Regions from separate parts of the Ovis aries genome. Here region 2 is linked to region 1. The links are chromatin contacts, called in public Hi-C maps. All regions are on one chromosome and are shown on one strand. Each heading gives the region's core, a stretch centred on a gene start, on an enhancer-like site or on the middle of the called end of the contact. The rest is flanking DNA. Distances are from core to core; before and after follow the strand shown. Region 1 overlaps LOC114110457 (a long non-coding RNA gene). Region 2 holds the start of NAPG (NSF attachment protein gamma).

Region 1 (5,183 bases), core at 2,006-4,505:
AGATGAGCAAATAAAGCCATTAAGACTTTTGCAGTGTGGAATGAAAAGATGGGAAAGGGTGATATTATATAGTTGATGCAATCATAAGATGCTTCAATCGGCCTAATGCTCAACCTAGAGACCAGAAGGGAAGTTCAGGACTGATCAGATGTTTCAATGTACTGAGCGAAGTAACCTTTTGTAGAATGTGAATCACTATAAATACACAGAAGACTAACTCAGCCAGGAACTGAGCTGTGGGACGCTGGGGTAGGCAGTCCTGTCCCTCTGCGTCACTACTCCTCCTCTGTGGCCAGTGAGCCTTTCCAGTCACTCCTCTGTGGCAGAACCTCAGTGCAGAGAGGCAGATGGGTTTGCTGACCGGCTTGATTTCCTGTCTCAGATCATGGACCCGCAGCACACGCTCCTCTGTTCACTAGCGAGCTCCCTGGTGCGCAGGATTTCCCTTTCTCAGCTCTGAAAGCTCAATCCCAGCACGGTTCCTGTCAGACACAGAGTTCAACATTTTCCGGACTGGATATACATTTATTCAAGCACGACTCAATTTTCACCTTCTCTCCTCATTTATTCTTTCAGAGACCACACCTGCAGGTCTGGTTTGCAGCTAGAATAGGAAAGGATATGGGTTTCCATGGAATGAAGACGTGTCAGAGCGAGCAGCCAGGTGGCAGAGAATAAGGGAAAACAGACAAGGACCTGAGAAGCTCTCTAAGGTAAACCAGCTGAACAGAACACTCAGAGATAAGAGGTGTGGTTAATGCAGAAACTGCTGAGCAACGTGAGAGTGCAAGCCTGCAAGGAGCTGACACTGGCACTTGGACTGTGTCTGTGTTCGTCCATGGGGACTGTAAACACATGATCTTATTAAGAATCTTCCATTTCTAGCCTATTATTTTCTCCCTTGAGTGTCACCTTTTCTCTCTGCCTGGTGTCCCAACTCCTGGGTACCAGCGTCTAGGGCATCTGCAGCTCCTAGCTGGGATGTTTATGGGGTGTCCGACGCCCAGGCACCAAGAGCTCTTCCTGTCTCTAGGGTTAGATACTCAAAGACAGAAAGCCGAGCGCCAAGACCTGTGCATGTGACTGAGTTAGAGCATTCAAGAGCTTTGTGCCTGGACCTTGTTACCTTAGCTCCCCACAGAAAAGCAGTCGCTGAATTAAGATTTAATGTCACATCTTCAGTTTTCACAGAGGGCAGCTGACACAGAAATGCATGTTTGAAGAACAAACCGGGGTCTTTCAGAGAAGCAAAGAGGAGGACTTCATCACATTACCCAAAGTACACGAAGGTTTACTTAAGAACTTGCAGAGCAGAGAAAGCTCTGCTCCCAAGATGAATCTTCTGTTCACCTAACAGTGACAAGTAGATCCTGCATTGTCACAGGGGACTCGGGACTGGGTGCCCAGTGGCTGCATCCCCACGCCCCATGACCTGGTGCTGTCTGTCTGTCTGCTCTTCAATCAGACTTTGACTCTAATTTTACTATTGGTTTTTCTGTTGTATATTGTGTATACATCCAGGAAGATCCCCTGGAGAAGGAAATGGCAACCCTCTCCAGTATTCTTGCCTGGAGAATTCCATGGACAGGGGAGCCTGGAGGGCTATAGTCCCTGGGATCGCAAAGAGTCGGACACGACTAAACAACATGTATTAATGACAAAACAACAAGCAACATATGGTGGTTAATTTTCCAAGTTGTCTCAGATGTTCACGGCTATGTGCGCATGTGTTCTTTTTCCAATTCTCTACCCACCTGCCTACCTGCTTACCTTCTTACTTCCTTACCCACCTGCCTTCCTACTTAACCACCTGCCAACCTGCTTACTTACTATCTACCTTCTTACTCACCTACTCACTATCTTCCTAACCATATGGTGCCCCAGAGGTGCTCAGCTGAATTCAAGGAAGAACATGAAGAGATTGTGCCGTGCTGTGCTCGTTTCATTCGTGTGTGGCTCTTTGCGACCGTACAGACTGTAGCCCATCAGGCTCTGTCCATGGGATTCTCCAGGCAAGAATACGGGAGTGGGTTGCCATGCCCTCCTCCAGGGGATCTTCCCAACCCAGGAATCGAACCCGTCTCCTGCATTGGCAGGCAGATTCTTTACCACCAGCACCACCTGGGAAGCCCTATCCACCTCCAGGTATAGCAGCCCTATTACCTCCAGGTAATTCCAACATGTCTTCCTGGGGGTGGGGGTGGGGCTGCTGATCTGTTTGTCTTCCAGTGCAGAAAGATAATATGACGGAATGCATGGCAGAGGCCTTTGGAAACAAATGTGAGTGTTCTCGCTCTTATCTAGAGGGAAATGCCAGCTCCACAGTGTAATCAGCTTAGAATACAAATCAGATAGTCACAGGCATGCCTGAGCCCTTCTACAAGATTGAGACAAATCAAGGTCAAAGAGAATGAGTAACAGACGTTCGAGAGATGCTGGGGCCCTAAAAGTGCTTTTCATCTCTGACTCAGAAAAAATTATCAGCTGGGATGAGAGAAGTGGCCACTCCCAAGGAAGCTAGTGCCCTTGTCCTAAGGTGACCGCTTGAGCAGAAGGAGCCCCGGGAGCGGCCGCCTCCCACCGGGGGTTCTGAACTCGCTTGCCTTCCCTTGTCAGGACAGGCCCGTCACGTGTCACTGCACGACCGTGCTGCTGGGGGACAGACATGGGGACGGGCGTTTCAGGGAGTGAGTCCTGTTAAGGTGGGGATGCTGACGTGGGGAGAGGGCTACCAGATTTAGAAACAAAGAAACAAACTCCCCAAACCAATAAAGACAAACAAAACTCCCCCAGACCAAATGCCCAGATACATTGATTTCAGATGAATGATGAAAAGTTTTTAGGATAAGTATATCCCGTGAAACATTTGAGATGTGCTTATACCAAAGCACTGTTGGTTGTGAACCTGAGCTCCACTCCCGTGGGTGTCTGCATCCCATCTGGTGGCCCTGTTTGGCGGGGAGCAGGGCAGACTCAGTCTGTGAAGGAACCCCACACTGGCAGGCAGGACCGTGTGCATCTCTGTCTTCCTCACGGAGCGCAGTTCCCGGCAGGGCCTGCCCACCGTGGGAGGGCAGCACCAGTCCCAGCCTTCTGCTCTCCTTCACGGGGAGCTTCCTGGGGAGAAGCAATCAAAGGACCGAGCCTTCGCTGCATGGTGTGTGGTTGTGGGCTTGGCCTGTGGTCTATCCAGGCACAGCTGACCATCTAAAGGGATGCAGACAGTTCAGGGGCAAGTGGGGTCCTGCACTCCAGGGCTCTGCTGTCGGCCGCCTGGGGGCAGCAGAGGGCAGTGGACGCCTGGCATCTGAGTGAGGGGTGGGGTGCCCCCAGGCCTCTGAGTGACCCCGTGGATGCCTGGATGGTTCCAGGCAGCAGGGCAGGCCTGTGAGCCTCTGAAGGACTCAGAGAGCTGGGGGTCTAGTGGACAAATGCAGAGCCCTGGGCCCACGATGGGGCATCTCTGCTTTGACCTGACCCCCTTGGCGCAGAGGAGCCGGAGAGTGCTACCCAGTGTCCAGTGGATGCTACGGGCCCAGGGGGCCCTCTGGGGAACGTGGATGGTGTGTGTGAGGGAGGCAGGGGTGGCCCCATGCAGGGGAAGGAGAGGGGGCAGAGGGGAGAGGGCGGCCCTGGACTCGGCAGGTTTGTAGGGTTAAATCCTGAACTTTGATAACTTTAGGAAATGATGCATTTTATGGACAAGTTAGGGGATATGCATAAGCAAAGGAAGACGGAAGGAAAGTCCATCCAGGCCCTTTTCTCCGTCATGACCACAGCTGTGGCTGGAATCACTAGTCTCAGACTTCCTCTGTGGACTCAACTTGTTTTATTTTTACAAAACTTTAGTCACTCCACCCGTGCTGTTAAGATCCCCGTTTTATCCTCAGTACTACAGGATGGGCGTTTTCCATGGAAGTACTCATCCTAAGATAACTTTCACGGTTATACCCAGTTGCACGGCCACTGTGCTGATTTGTGTCACCCCTGCCGCCATACCCTGCCTTCTCTGGTGTTTGGATGGACCGGGTTTCCTGGGGACTGGGTTTCCTGGAGACCAGGTAGGAGCTTTTTCTGGAGGAGGGGCCGGCAGAGAAGGAGGTCTGGACGCCACGTGGCCACCGTAGGGAGAGAGGATCCTACAGCCAGACCTGGGGCCATGGTCAGCTTCCGCTCAGCGTCCGTGCCTTTAGCTCTGTGGGGCTTGTTCACCTGACCGTGCCCTACAAGCTTAAGGTATGAGTTCACATCCCCACTCAGAGGAACATCTGATGGGGACTCAGGAGGGAAAAGCTGTGTGTGCTGGCCAGGCGGGAGGATGCAGACCTGGAGGAAGAGATAAGGTTACACGCCCCAGGCCCCACCGCTGGCGTGTGGAGCCTTTGATAATCAGCTCCAGCATCTCTTTCATGTCACTGAGCACAGAATGAGGCTCCATCAAAAAGCCTCCTTCAGAGAAGAAACTGGAACAGGCTGGACGGCGGAGCAGAGCTGGGAGGGGCAGGGCTGGGCAGTCAGCACGGGGTCCTGGGCCTCCATGCGGCTTTGGCAGCTGTGCTGGCTGTCCTAGGGTCTCCTTGGGCCCCTCTCCACTCCCTCCAGAGCCCGGCGACCCTGGCCTTGGAGTCCCCGGTGCCCGGGAGCTTCTCAGGCTGAGCCTCGGAGCAGCCACAGAGCATCAGCTCCACAGCCTCTCTCTTTTTCTCCCCAGTCCTGACTTTTCCTTCACATTAATCTGCTCCGAGATATGTGTCCGTTTTTGGAGACACTTGGGCGTCCAACAAAAACAGGCGGAAGAATAGCCCTCTGTTTGCCCGCCTTTAGGAATCCCGAAGGCCTGTGGTGACTCACGGGTCTCTTGGCTGGAGCCTCCCAGCGCCCGGGGCCCCCAGGGCCCACTCAATGCCCAGGGACATGATTTGACTCTCAGGTCACCCATGGGAACCTTGAGCCTCTCCCTGCCAGTCGCCTCCTGACCTGCAGTGTCACCAGCGTTTGTGACAACTTCATTGAGTTTTCCTTTCCCTATAAATGTTTACATTTGACATGATGTAAAGGAGAAGGCAATGGCACCCCACTCCAGTACTGTTGCCTGGAAAATCCCATGGACGGAGGAGCCTGGTAGGCTGCAGTCCATGGGGTCTCACAGAGTCAGACACGACTGAAGCGACTTAGCAGCAAAG
Region 2 (5,183 bases), core at 1,056-3,555, 220 kb after region 1:
TCAGCTGCTTTTGCAATCCCAGTGCAACTGTGGGCTTGACATCTCCACCTTTGAGTGAAATCTCCTATGGTACATATTTTATGAGTACTTTCTTAGCTTCTCTGTTAACATGTATTAACTGTTCATCAGGCAAGTAGCTGGAAGTTGTATTTAAGAGAGAGATGTGTTCCTGAAGATTTTCAAACACAGTTCAAACTTTGGCTAGTTGTAGGCAGATCTCAGGAAGTTGTGTGGGCTCACTGGTGCCCTCTGTTCCTGGAAGGGCCAGGCGGCCTCTCCCTCTCCACGGGCTGCCAGCTTCCTAGCTTTACCAGCAGTGCTCCTGGGCCGGACTGACCCTGGCTCAGGCCTTCACTGGGCAGGTCACCTGCCTGAGAAGGTAACCATGCCCACCTGGACAGGTGCGCTTTTCCAGGTCCCTCCTTCTATTCTGTTCCTCCCCCGTGGCCGCTCCGACCACCACCCCCGCTGCATGTAGCGTCCCCTCCACATTGGTTTATTTAGCGTGTCTCTGCTCCCGGATCACACCTGCCCCCTCCCCGGGGGTGGGGTACAACCTGGAGCATCCACTCCACAAAGATTTGTTGAGTGAATGCCTCAAGAGCAAACAGGATAAACCCAAGTGGCATCTGCTTCTTCCCAACACCATCACGTTGAGGGCTTCTGGAGGAATTTTTCACTTGGAAGATGCATGTTATTTATTATTTTTTTAAACTTCATAGAAAAAAGTCGTGTTAATATTTTAAATTATATTATTTCAAATTTCTTAATTGACATTTGCACAAAATATAGCCACATGAATATATTCTCCTTGCAAGAGAGTTAAACTATTATAATTTAAGGCTAAAGTCCTTTTTACAAATACACCTATGGGATGCGGTATTAAAAAGAGACTTTTCACAGGGTGGAACTAGGTCATCTCCAAGCAGTCCAACAAAATACAGAGTAGGACTCCACGAAGCCAAGTCAGTAGGTGGTTTTATTCCCTTTTATTCAAAGGGAACAAGGGACTTCCCTGGTGGTCAGTGGTTAAGACACTGAGCTTCCAATGCAGGGGGAACAGGTGCAATCTCTGATTAGGGAACTAAGATACTTCATGCCACGCTGTGCAGCAGTTTCTTCTCCGTCTTGAGTGATGCTCATCAAGAGGACTGTGCTGGTTCAAGCACCTGCGAAAGTGACTTATGTTGGACATCAATACTGTAGATCGTCCCAGCTCTACTGCACTCAGAGCTCTTGGGCAGCACTGCATAACTTACCTACAACATAGTGAGAGCATCGCTTTTATGTGAAAAGTTCAGTAAGAAAGCAAAACCGAATTTGACCCTGTCATCCAATGTCATCATCTCTTTTGTTTGGGTACTTCCAGGTTGTAAAAGCACGTGCACGTAGTGCCACCTGGTGTTCCTAGGCGGAACTGCAGGACACAGAGCCCACAGGCCTCTGACCGCAGAACCTGAGAGAGGGGGGAGAAAGCCACTTGACAGCCCGCTTCAATCAAACCTAGTAAACTCTCAAGCCCAACTTTCAAATTATTAGTGAAATTTCAAAAAAGCCCCATATGCAGTAAAGTTCACTGTGATTTTTTCTTTAAAAACATTTGGAAATCTATAATCCGTCCATGCACCTAAATGGGCGTAATGTGAGTTATTATTAATACAATACACTTGACCCTTAAACAACATGGGATGAATTGTGTGGGTCCACTTATATGCTGGAACCACCGTGAGTCGTGGGTCGGCAGCTGGTTTGCTAGTATTTCTGCGAATCCCTTGCCCCCGACCTTCAACCGCTGCGCACTGATGAGCATCAGCCCGTGGTTACCCAGCAGTGACCCGGACGCACAGTCGAGTTTGCAGATTGACTGACAGACGTTTGGCCCAGATGTAGGATGAATGATCCAGACTGTTCCGGCCGAAAAAGGAAAGGAACAGATCGCAACGCCCACGCGCATTCTTGGGAGAGGGAGGTGAGGTCCACCGGCGTGGGGTCCGGCCTGTTGCACTCCCTGCAGACCTGCCGTGGTTAGAACCGCACCTGATACATAACAGGTGCTCAACACACCTGAGCTCAACCCCGGCAATAGATGCACGAACCTCCTTCTCTACCCACCGCGCCTGCGCAGGAGCCACGCGTGCGACCATTCCGCGCGCTCTGCGCCTGCACAACGTCTGCGTGCATAACGTCTGTCTGCATAGCGCCTACGCGGCTTCCGGGCCGCTTCGCTGCGCTAGGTTTGAGCCCTGTGAGCCCCGGTAGTACGGCGGCGGCGCCGTCCCGGCCTCCTCTTCGGCGTTCCCACGCCCACTCGGCGGGCTCTCGGCCTCCACGTCAGGGCCGCGCCGCGGAGATGGCGGCTCAGAAGATAAACGAGGGGCTGGAACACCTGGCCAAAGCAGAGAAATAGTGAGTGAGGGGCCCAGCGCGGCCTTGGGCGAGCGCCGGGGTCGGCGCCTCCTAGGCCAGTCTGAGTCAGCACCAGGTGGGGGGCTCTGCCGCGGGGGCGGAGCCGGGCGGACGGGGTGGGGCCGCCGCGCCCCGGAAGCGCTGCCTTCCGCCGCCGGAAGTGGGCGTGCCTTGGGCGGTGGGGGCGCTGCCGGGTCCGAGCGCATCTCTCTGTATCTTCGCGCAGGTGCTCCTGGTTCCTGGCTCTTTGGGCAGTTACCTGGCCCAACTATGTTTTAAAATCTCTAGCTTTTCCCAAGTGTAGCAACAAGATGACTTAACGGATGTGTCTTGTCTTTGGTGGAATTTTAAAAGTTCTGGTGGACAATGGGGCTTCCCAGGTGACTCAGTGGTAAAGAATCCATCTGACAGAGCTGGAGACGCGGTTTCCACCCCTGGGTCAGGAACCCTGGAGAAGGGAATGGCAACCCACTCCGGTATTCTTGCCTGGAGAATCCCAACGACAGAGGAGCCTGGCCGGCTACAGTCCATGGGGTCACAGAGAGTCGGACACGACTGAGTGCGCGCGAGCGCACACACACACACGGTGGAAAATATAATGAGGACTTCGGGGTAGGGATGGGGATTAGAATTTTGCTTTATTGCGATGCTTTCTCAATTTTGTGGATTAGAGTAGACAAGCTGCATTTTAACCGTTTTGTTTTTCTTAGCTTGAGAGTTGTTTACAAATTTGAACCTTACAGTAGAGTTACACAAACATAAACTTTAATTGGCAAATTAAAAGGAACACAAGAAAGGCTGAACGTCTGCAGGCTATAGGGGCTTCCCCCTCTCTCAGTTAAGGTGCCCCCCTGATTCCTTGGCTTTCACTAACTGAATTCAGAATTTAAGATGGTGTTTTATTTAGCAATTCTTATGCACACCCAGTGTTCTTGCCTGGAGAATCCCAGGGACGGGGGAGCCTGGTGGGCTGCCATCTATGGGGTCGCACAGAGTCGGACACGACTGAAGTGACTTAGCAGCAGCAGCAGCAGCAGCATGCATACCTAAGTTTGACAGTCACAGGGTTAGTTTAAGCTGTAAGTCTGAAGTTACAGAAAGCATCAACGGAAAGGACACGGAGATGTGGGCTCAGGATCGATTGGCCTGTGGTCCTGGAGAGCAGCTGCTCTTGTTCTCCAGTCCCGCTCTCCTCCCCATGTTGCCCTGCCCTCTGGTTGCCCTTGCTGTCCACTGCAGCTCATTGCAGACTTCCTGCTGCCGCCCTCTGTCCCTCTGAGGGTTTGTCTTTCTGGCCTCGCTCTGCAGTCTCCTTGGAGGATCTTAACTGGGCGCTGGTGTGGCCTGTGTTGATGGCTCAGGTTATCTGTGCCTCTCCTGAGCTGCAGTCTCAGGAATCCAGCTGCTCACTGCGGTACCTCGACTGTCCCAGGCTTTAGTGCACCTCAGGGCTTGTTACACCCTGGATGCTGCTGATGCTACCCTGTTTCCGGTTCAGCAGGGCTGGGGGAGGCTTAACAATTCATACATTTCTAGCGAGCTAGCAGCAAATACTGGCACTGCTCGTCTGGGGACCAGGCAGTGATTACCTCAACTCTCCTTGGATGTTATGTAGACATTTCAGAAGGGGGAGACCATGTCTGTGACAGTGGGAGGGAAAGTGATGAAGTGTGTCCAGGAACTTTGGATGGAGGTAGACTAATGGGGACTTTCCAGTTGATGGTTCCCCTCTCTCCCTATTTACAGACCTACAAAGTCCTTACAAGCAGGGTTCTGACTTAAGAATGTGGTTGATAACTTCTGTTAACTGTATCTTCCTTTCATTTAGCCTGAAAACTGGTTTTTTGAAATGGAAGCCGGATTATGACAGCGCTGCTTCTGAGTATGGAAAAGCAGGTATCTGTGACAGTTGTCCTGCCTCCTGCAGTGTGTTATGTTGGTCTCAGCATAATTCTCACTCTTAGTGTTTCCTGTAGCATCTTAGTTCTTAGAAAAAACAACCAAAGACCTGCCCAGACCCTGTGCTTTTCTAGGTTCTGTTTGCAGGTGTCTTGAGTGCCGAGTTGCAAACCCGGCTGCGTCCCTCTCCCATGAGGGCAGACTGTGGGGTGGGCGCAGCTGTGGGCTTTTAGCATCATTAGCGTGTTCTTGAAGTGCAGTCAGTTCATACTATATACTTCCAGGAGTTGTCATACTTTTCTCCCAGCTGTTTCTGAATAAAGACTTTTTTGGTTCACTTTGTAAAGCGCGTAAGCCTCATTCTCAGCAGTTGTTTGTGCACAGCGCGTGTTAGCCTCTTGTTCTTTACAGCCTTGGTCAGAGATGTGCTGATAGTTTTTCATCCAACGTTAAGTTTATAGGCATATTTTAATATCTTGGTTTGCATATAAGATAAAAGCAGTCTGAAATTTCCAACAGAAAGAGAACTTATTACAAATTCAGCATTTTCAGTTATGGAATGACAGCTTTCAGCGTATCTGTGATGATTTTGGACATAAAGCATAGTATGATTTTGAAATAGGCTGAACACGTTTTATTGTGTGCTTCTGCGGTGGTTGTGATCACATGTGTTAGCCTTGGGTAGAAATCACCTAAGAAATCTGCTTTTAGCAGACTTTAGTTTTAGTATATCACCAGGAATAAAGAAGTCAGAAAAAATTAAAACTAATTGGCACAATGTAGGATATAGTTTCTAGAGAATAATTATTAAAATAATTACAGGTTCACATTTTACATGGGTTTTATGGACGCTTCATACAAGAATGTTTTTGTAACTG

The links. A called contact is a pair of places that touch in the nucleus more often than the background predicts.
Region 2: a Hi-C map of hypothalamus shows a contact between it and region 1, with 4 times the contacts expected there. The contact joins the promoter of NAPG here to the enhancer-like site in region 1. A contact is called at or near these places in 6 of 16 Hi-C or Micro-C datasets (hypothalamus, liver, mixed tissues and 2 more).

What each region holds. Positions count from the first base shown.
Region 1 is chr23:42,469,001-42,474,183 of ARS-UI_Ramb_v3.0, forward strand. It overlaps LOC114110457 (a long non-coding RNA gene), which reads left to right. Exons shown (of 2, transcript XR_009598158.1): 2 at 1-888. Among named protein-coding and RNA genes, the nearest start is that of VAPA, 63 kb to the left of the region's middle. Within about 2 kb of position 3,256, at least 12 of the 54 cell types and tissues checked have an H3K27ac peak or open chromatin away from gene starts, as enhancers often do. A contact at or near this core is called in hypothalamus, where this site is marked.
Region 2 is chr23:42,686,151-42,691,333 of ARS-UI_Ramb_v3.0, forward strand. NAPG (NSF attachment protein gamma) reads left to right here and starts at 2,306. Exons shown (of 12, transcript XM_042239278.2): 1 at 2,306-2,632; 2 at 4,235-4,302. It overlaps LOC105604488 (a long non-coding RNA gene), which reads right to left and starts at 2,121. Exons shown (of 2, transcript XR_003586653.3): 1 at 1,260-2,121; 2 at 961-1,169.